Linked DNA regions of Sus scrofa: all the other regions are linked to region 3. The links are chromatin contacts, called in public HiChIP or PLAC-seq maps. All regions are on one chromosome and are shown on one strand. The core of a region is the stretch at or near the end of the contact, and the rest is flanking DNA. Distances in the headings are between cores, read along the strand shown. Region 1 has its middle 100 kb from the start of RAP2B. Region 2 has its middle 94 kb from the start of RAP2B. Region 3 holds the start of RAP2B (RAP2B, member of RAS oncogene family).

Region 1 (2,700 bases), core at 180-2,679, 100 kb before region 3:
TCATAAATGCCTATCTTCCCATATGTTCATTTGCCATTGATGTGTAAACTCATTCCTCTCATGGACACAGGATAATTGCAGCAACATCAGGCATAACAATTTCAGAAACCACTGTCAAGAGGCAGCAAAGGGAACATTTCTCTTTCATGATTCTTTTTATCGGGATAAGAAACTTTTCTAGAAGACTTTTTCTCCGTCTCATAAATGGGTTACCATGTCCAACCCTAAAACCAATTCCTTGGTCCCAGGCAATGGTATTGAAATGACAAGCTTAGGCAATTATGAAAGAGGGATGGAGGATATCAGGATATAGAAAAACCATCAAAAATAAAAAACCCTAAAAAACAAACAAACATAAACCACTCATGTCTAACATGTTATTATGGACTTGAAAGCCAAAAAATGTTGAGTGAGCTATGTAACTATATAAACCTCTGAGCTTCAGATTTTTTAACCCATCCAACTGCCTTCTTTGTGAGTGCTACATAAATTAATATATGACACCTAGCTCATCAGAAACATATATTCATTTCCTCCCTTCCCTGCAAATGTGCAAAATAAAAATAAATAAATTAGCAGATAAAGCTAAATAATACAATTTTTAGAGTTTGAATAGCCTAGACTTTCTGATATTCCATTTCAAACTCTGCAAAAATCTCCTAACATGACTTTGAGGAATCTACAACAATTACAATGCTTTAGTGTAAAGAATTATAATTTTGTTATTTAAAATCACTTATGGAGTTCCTGTCGTGGCTCAGTGGTCAACAAAGCCTACTAGCATCCTTGAGGGCGTGGGTTCGATCCCTGGTCTTGATTAGTGGATTAAGGATTTGGCATTGCTATGGCTGTGGTGTAGGCCAGCAGCTACAGCTCTGATTCAACCCCTAGCCAGGGAACCTCCATATGCTGTGGATACGACCCTAAAAAGACAAAAAAAACAAAAAACAAAAAACACAATAGTTGCACCATCTGTTCAAAAAGTGTAGGTAAATGCAAAATATATGGAGAATAAGATACATAGTCTCTGAAATCCTGTAATTTTTGACACTATTTATTCATTTTGATTCAAACATATTTACATATAAGGTTTATATAGTATTCTAGATCTCATTCTGGATGGTGGAGATTGAGCAAAAACTGAGAGGCAAAGTTCTTGGCTTCTCCAAATTACCTACAGATTTTTGCTTATACCAGTGAGTACCAATTTCATTAATAAGTTTCAAATTAATGCCTTGCCCCTGAAATTTAACTATTTCATTACACTAATTTTTCCTATGTAGGAAATACCAAAATAAAACAAAATTCTAACTCTTTTAGTTGCCTTCCTCTGTTTCATCATTAGATGGCGCCCAAATAATCTAGTTCCCTCTGACTGGAGAAAAAGTGCAGCTAAAACAGGAACTCTTCACTGTGGAAAAGGGACAAGGTTTCTGCTGTCCAGTTTCTACTTTATTTTTCTGTTATTTGGGCAAAGATGCACATACGTTTTTCATTATCACTTGGCATTCACAGTAAATTTTAAAAATAGTCTTTTTAGGTCCACTACAATTTTGTGAAGCCCTTTCCTTCACAGTAAGTCATTTCTACTCCTTTATCTTATACAACAGCAGTTATTTATTTTGCCCTTTTCATCTTCTGATACACACACTGCTCTGTTTCTTTAGAAATACTTGAGTGACTCTCTTCTCTTGAGAATTATAGAGTTACTGGACATCATTCCTGTATTCCCTGCTTAATATTCTGCCACAACTTGCTCTCAAAGCGTATCCTAAAAAATTCCCCACTGCTTCTGCCTTCCAGCTATTACAGAGTTTTCACAACATTTATATCTCCTTTAGGTGTTTATACCATGATAAAATCTAGGGAACCAAAATATTTGTGTTTGGTCTCATGAAAAAAAGATGTATTATTTCCCAAGCCCTGTCTAGGGAAGGGGTGGGGGGTGGGGAGGACACTGGAAAGATAAATTAATTTGGCTGTGAATCAAATTCCATCCAAAGAATGATAAAACCCTTTTTTTCTCCTCTGTATTCTGTACTAAAACTTGGGTATACTCCTCTGCCCAAATAATCAGTCAAGGAGTAACTGACCAGTGATTTATTTTTGTAGGTATAATTTTGAAATATATGTGCATTTATTTATTTGTGTGCATGCATGTGCATTCACACATACACACACACACCCCCTTCTGTCATCTCCACACAATGTCACAGCCACTTAACTACAGGAACAGAGCTGTTCATGGGATTTCACTTTACAGAATTTGAATCCCTGATCCATTTTCTGAATTGGTTGTTTTTTTCCCTAAGGATTATACCCTGAGTGGAAAGTTCACCATTTTCCTCTTCTTTATGGACCATAATTAGCAGTGTTTTTCACAGGCAAAATCTTCCTTGGACCCAGATGTTGTTCTTCTTGCTCCTTCTAAATTGCATAGACCTGCACGCTTGGGGTGGAGGTAGAATTGCCATACTCATTTATTTTACAAACTCAATGTGCTTTTATTTATTTGTGTTATCCATAGCATATCCCAGAGACTGAGGAATCAGTGTACACTCAGGTTTTGAACTTGTTCATTTTGTTTCCTCACCTCTATTTACTGGAGAAGGTATTAGGTGATGAGGAAGGTGACTGCAATGTTCAATTAAGACGCACTGTTTAAAAAGGGAGATGTGAAGCTTTTCTATAGAGAATATG
Region 2 (2,700 bases), core at 136-2,635, 94 kb after region 3:
CATTAAATCTATTGGTTCTGTTTTTACAAAGAAACCAAGCTAATACATGTGTTGAATGGAACACTTCTATCATAATATGAATCTATTGCATAAGATGAGGTGAAAGATGTCCAATTTAGCTGGTAGAAATAAAGAGAAGTTAGGCTAATAAATTTAGAAAAACTGCCTAGCAGTCAGCTAGACTTTGTGAGAAGGGAGAGACAAAATAATAAACATGCAGAAAAGAATGATTTGCATTCTTTTCACCGTAAGTGTAGCTTAGAGGTAGTGGACTTTTGACCAGCTCTAGTTAAAACGTCAAAACTCTTTGGACATTCTCTATTTTGCTCAGCCAAGAGGATCTCTGCCTACTGGCAACTGCGTTAAATACAAATTATATAAATAAGACTGGGGCAAAGAAGAGAGGATTTCTTGGCACTTCTGACCTGTTGCTTTTGCTGCTGACTTTGGCTAGTATCACTGTTGGGTAAAAAAAAACTTAGGAGCATTTTATCCATATTCTCTTCTGCTCTGGCTTTGATATTTATGAGGAAGTCCTAGAATTCCAAAATCCAGGATTTGGCAAATGTTTAAAGCCACACTCCTTGTGCCTGCTGCTGTGATTGCTGATTTGTGTAGAGATATAACAGAGGTTGGGTCAAAGAAATCAACAAGAAACTGATTGTGGAAGGCCTTGAATGTAAGAGTAAGAATTACCCAAAGAAGTGTAAGTGTGTGCACATACAAGTCTATGTATTGCTTCAGATTGGAAAGGTTATATGCAAGATCATGATTTAATGATAATCACAGAAAAGCATGGATAGATGGACTAGAGAACAATAATCACATGAATTGGCAGGTGCATACCCCACCATCCTTCATCATAAGTTCATGTTCAGAATACTGTGTTGGGGGATTGAGACGGTGTAAAGTCAACAACAGTTTTTCCTGGCATGGTACTGACTGAGGGACATTACCTCTATTATAATAGCACCTGTATATTTAATATAGTATTAAAGTGCTTACCTGTAATAGAATTCAAAGTGACAAAGATGGAAAACTAAAAAGTCAGTACTTTCATTGTCAATATTGTATTTCCAAAAAGTAAGTGACAATAAGAAGTTTAAAATTAAATGGCAGAGAGTTAGTGCTACCAATTCTAGTATTTCTCCATTAGCAGAGCAGATTATTTAATACACATTTATGGCAGTCAATGTAATTTCATCATATCAACTACTGATATTTCATGTTTTGCTTCAGTTTATAGTAAAATCTGAGACTATGTGGAGAACCTGAGGGGAGAGGAAGTTTCACAGATAAGATAGTACAAAAGCCCTCGATCAGTTCTCAGCCTTGCCTGTGTCACTCTCAGATTGTAATCTCTTGGGTTCCTGACTTCCTGCCTCCATATTTGAAAGCTATGAATTAGCAGACTTTCTATTTGAGAAGCAGAGTAAGAGGACAGATGGGTGAACAGAAAGATAGAGGCTCTTAAGTAAGACATAGGATTTGATTTACTAGGAAATTGAAGGGAAGTAAGGTTTCATTTGCAGAATGCTAAGATAACGTCTGCAAAGTCATACTGTAGGCAGCAGGGGACGGCAGAGTGGATGATACAAGAGACAGAAGATAGAATGAGCGTGTGGATAAAGACTTCCAAATTGGGGAACCTAAATGTAATAGGTTGCAAGGTGAGAGAGCGGCAAAGATGTTAATAAGGTAAAAGAGAGGGAGTGTCATGAGATTATAGGAAGATGAAGTGCTAGTGAAATCAACCATTTAGGAGTTGCATCCTGAAAACTGAGTCACTTCAGGGACGACAGGAAAATATCATGTGATGATGACTCCACAGAAGGGTGACTAGCACCAGGAAGTGCAGTGACTTCGTTGTGTTTGGATAGGACTGGTGGTGGGAGAAGTCAGGAGCAGATGGCTGTAATGTGCTAACTTGCTTGGAGATCAGCAAAGAGGGAGAGGAAATAAGTTTTGAACTATAGAGATCAAAGCATTTTTTCTTTTCTTTGCAAAGGAGTTAAGCGAGTTTGAGGTATTTAGTTGTAAAAGATTTATTCAGATATAGACATAATATGGCATGTTTCCTACTCTGAGGAGAAATACGATTAATAGAAAGTAGCAAAATGAGATTATTCTCTTCATTTGAAAATTGAAAGGCTTAATTGTTTTTTTAATTTTTAAATTTTTTTTTTACTAAATTGTAGATGATTTACAATGTTGTGCCAATTTCTGCTATACAGCAAAGTGACTCAGTTATACATACGTATCCCAGAAGATTGGATATATTTCCCTGTAATATACAGTAGGACCTTGTTGTTTATCCATTCTAAATGTAAAGGAAAGGCTTAATTATGCTGTAAATATCAGGTGCTTAATAAGCCAAGAGAAGCACTTTCTCTAACAATTAAAAAGAAAGCATTATTTCCACTATATTTTAAAAGGTTTTAAAGATCTACTGTCGTTATTGACAATAAAATGAATGTGTTCAAAGTAATAGTTTATTGCTCCAAATTTAAATCATCAGCCTATTTCACCCTTAATGTAATTCGGTGTTCTGGTGTTTTAAATTAATAAATCATTTATAAAATTAATGTGCAAATAAACAAATGACACATAACTAAGCTATTTGTTAATGAGTAAAAACACCGAGTTTGTGGAACCTGCATCTTTGAATTATAAGTGTTTACTTTTCTCTTTAATATCTCT
Region 3 (2,700 bases), core at 70-2,569:
GAGAGGTAATTTGAGCTAGAGTGTGGGTGTGTGGTGCACAAGCTTCCTACTTCCAAGCCCCCAAACCTGCTCTGTGCACTGAGCATGCCCTGACTAGCTGCGGGCGCCACCGCCGCTTTGGATAGGACTGTAATCCGCTCTCCAGATTTTGGCCCCAGCTGACTGGGGCGGGGGAGGGGGCGAGTGGGGGGGCGGGGTGGCCCGCGGAACCCTAGCCCGAAGACAGCTCTGGTTAGTAGAGGCAGCCCTTTCCCTAGTCGCAACAGGGTTTCAGACCCAGCATTCCCGTTTTCTTTGTCCCAGAGATGAAAGTGCGGGAGAGTAGGCCAGAGAAGGTCGGGTAGAAAGAGCTGCGCCTTGGGTAGGGGAAGATGGTCTTCCCGCCAAACACCCAAACGTCCTTTGGGTCTCAATCCCGGGAGACACACCCTCCGGGGGTCTGGGAAGTGGGATCTACGGGCTCTGAATGATGCGAGGCAAGAGCCCAATCCTCCCTATTCCCAGGGAGGAGTGAGGGGGTGGCTGCCGCACCCACTCGCTTCTCGAAGAGCCTGAGCCCCTATGTATGAACCCAGAGCGGCGAAAGAAGGCTGCCTCCAACCTCCCACTGGAGCTCTCCCAGCCCGCCACAAACACCTACACATCCCGGCACATTTGTCCTCTTGCTGGGAGACCAGAGCCTCCGGCGAATCCGCTAGTCCCGACTCAAATCGCGAGCCCCACCCACAACCCCGCCTCCGCCCGGCTCCCTGGAAAACCAGGAGCAGCGGATCCGGCGGGAGCGGCCGGCGGCGGCGCACTGGGCATGCTCGTCCGGGCGGGGAGGGCCGGGCTGCGCGCGGCGAGTAGGAAGCCCTCGCCCCGCGGAGGCTGAGGAAGAGAGCTCCATGGGCCGCGGCGGTGGGCGCACGCTCTGCGGGGACTCATGCCACGCGCGTCCCGGCCCGACGCGCAATTAGCTGCCGCCTCCGCAGCCCGCTACCTCCGCCGCCTCCTCGCCCTTCTGGGCTGCCGCGACGAGAAGCTGCAGCCTTCGCTTTGCACAGGCTGCCGGCATTGTCCTCCGGTTCCGCCGCCCAGGCTGCCGCTGCCGCTGCCGCCGCGGGCTGCTGCGGGGCCCCGGACCTGCGCCCCAGGGACGCGCTGCCGCTGCCGGCCGGCCCGGCGCCCGGCCCCCGCTCGGTGATTTCCGCGCTCTGCGCTCCTCGGCCATTTCGCTCCTGAGTTTTTCCTGCGGAGCTGAGGAAGGGTAGAAGTCCAGCCGCCAAGCCCAGCCTTACTACGGCGCGCAGCCCCGACGGGCGAGCGCCGACGGAGCCATGAGAGAGTACAAAGTGGTGGTGCTAGGCTCGGGCGGCGTGGGCAAGTCCGCGCTCACCGTGCAGTTCGTGACCGGCTCCTTCATCGAGAAGTACGACCCCACCATCGAGGACTTCTACCGCAAGGAGATCGAGGTGGACTCGTCGCCGTCCGTGCTGGAGATCCTGGACACGGCCGGCACGGAGCAGTTCGCGTCCATGCGGGACCTGTACATCAAGAACGGCCAGGGTTTCATCCTCGTCTACAGCCTCGTTAACCAGCAGAGCTTCCAGGACATCAAGCCTATGCGGGACCAGATCATCCGCGTAAAGCGGTACGAGAGAGTGCCCATGATCCTGGTGGGCAACAAGGTGGACTTGGAGGGCGAGCGCGAGGTCTCTTACGGCGAGGGCAAGGCCCTGGCCGAGGAGTGGAGCTGCCCCTTCATGGAGACATCGGCCAAAAACAAAGCCTCGGTGGACGAGCTGTTTGCCGAGATCGTGCGGCAGATGAACTACGCGGCGCAGCCCAACGGAGACGAGGGCTGCTGCTCGGCCTGCGTGATCCTCTGAGGCGCCCGCGGCTGCCGCGCGCCGGCCGAGCTCTGCGCACAAAAGCCAAACGCACCCGACTCTAAATGTGATTTCTCTTCTTGCTTTGAGATTGGAGACGACTTTGCATCGGCCGGGGTGTCCCGGGAGCCCGGCTGGCCCCCGTGGCCATGTCCCCTGCCTCTGCCCCGTGTCCGAGGGGGTGTGCCGTTCTGACCATCCGAGACCCGATGGAAATGTGGCTCTTTGCGGCATGTACGTTTCTCATTGATTTTGGTTGACGCGTTATTTCCCCATTGACGCAGCCGTTGGGGCGCTGTATTGGCAGCTTGACACCGGCAAGCGAAAGTTTCAGCCTGGAGAAAAAAAAAAAAAAAAAAATGGGGTGGGGGAGGAAGAGGACGGGGAGAAGGTTGGAAAGGGGGAGTTTTTTGTTTTTGTTTTTCTGTCCAAAACCGTTTTTCTCGTTCCAAGTTTTAAATACTCGGAAGGAAGTCCGGGAGAACCAAATGAAGGAGCAGGAGGAGAGGAAAAAACTTTTGTTTTTTTTCCTCGTTTTCCAGGAGTAGCTGGAAATTAAGATCGGGTTCCTTTTCTGCCAGCTTGGAAGGGCAACCCCGTGACTGATTATGATTCTGAGGATGTCTATGCAAAGTTGGATTCTTGTTACAGTGTATCCAATCTGAAGTATTGCACATCTGAACTGGGACTGTTAACACTGATGCCAATACAGTGTGGGGTGCCAGAATGTGTCTGCTGATATTTGTGGAAAAAAAAAATCTATTTTTGTTTACCTACTGTATCAAAGGGGAGTCTGGGGGAGAACGGTAGTATTTTTTTTTATCAGCTG

Evidence for each region. HiChIP or PLAC-seq counts read pairs in DNA pulled down with a chosen protein or histone mark.
Region 1: an H3K27ac HiChIP or PLAC-seq map of alveolar macrophages shows a contact between it and region 3. The contact joins the enhancer-like site here to the promoter of RAP2B in region 3. A contact is called at or near these places in 1 of 5 promoter capture datasets (fetal skeletal muscle), 12 of 47 Hi-C or Micro-C datasets (adipocytes, brain, embryonic fibroblasts and 7 more) and 2 of 2 datasets of contacts at active chromatin or transcription factors (alveolar macrophages and skeletal muscle).
Region 2: a contact with region 3 is called in an H3K27ac HiChIP or PLAC-seq map of alveolar macrophages. The contact joins the enhancer-like site here to the promoter of RAP2B in region 3. A contact is called at or near these places in 1 of 5 promoter capture datasets (liver), 19 of 47 Hi-C or Micro-C datasets (alveolar macrophages, blood, brain and 10 more) and 1 of 2 datasets of contacts at active chromatin or transcription factors (alveolar macrophages).

The regions. Positions count from the first base shown.
Region 1 is chr13:93,204,537-93,207,236 of Sscrofa11.1, forward strand. No RefSeq gene overlaps it. Among named protein-coding and RNA genes, the nearest start is that of RAP2B, 100 kb to the right of the region's middle. Within about 2 kb of position 1,430, at least 2 of the 83 cell types and tissues checked have an H3K27ac peak or open chromatin away from gene starts, as enhancers often do.
Region 2 is chr13:93,400,641-93,403,340 of Sscrofa11.1, forward strand. No RefSeq gene overlaps it. Among named protein-coding and RNA genes, the nearest start is that of RAP2B, 94 kb to the left of the region's middle. Within about 2 kb of position 1,386, at least 18 of the 83 cell types and tissues checked have an H3K27ac peak or open chromatin away from gene starts, as enhancers often do. A contact at or near this core is called in alveolar macrophages and retroperitoneal adipose tissue, where this site is marked.
Region 3 is chr13:93,306,793-93,309,492 of Sscrofa11.1, forward strand. It overlaps RAP2B (RAP2B, member of RAS oncogene family), which reads left to right and starts at 1,320. Exons shown (of 1, transcript NM_001123185.1): 1 at 1,320-1,871. The coding sequence starts at 1,320. The coding sequence ends at 1,871.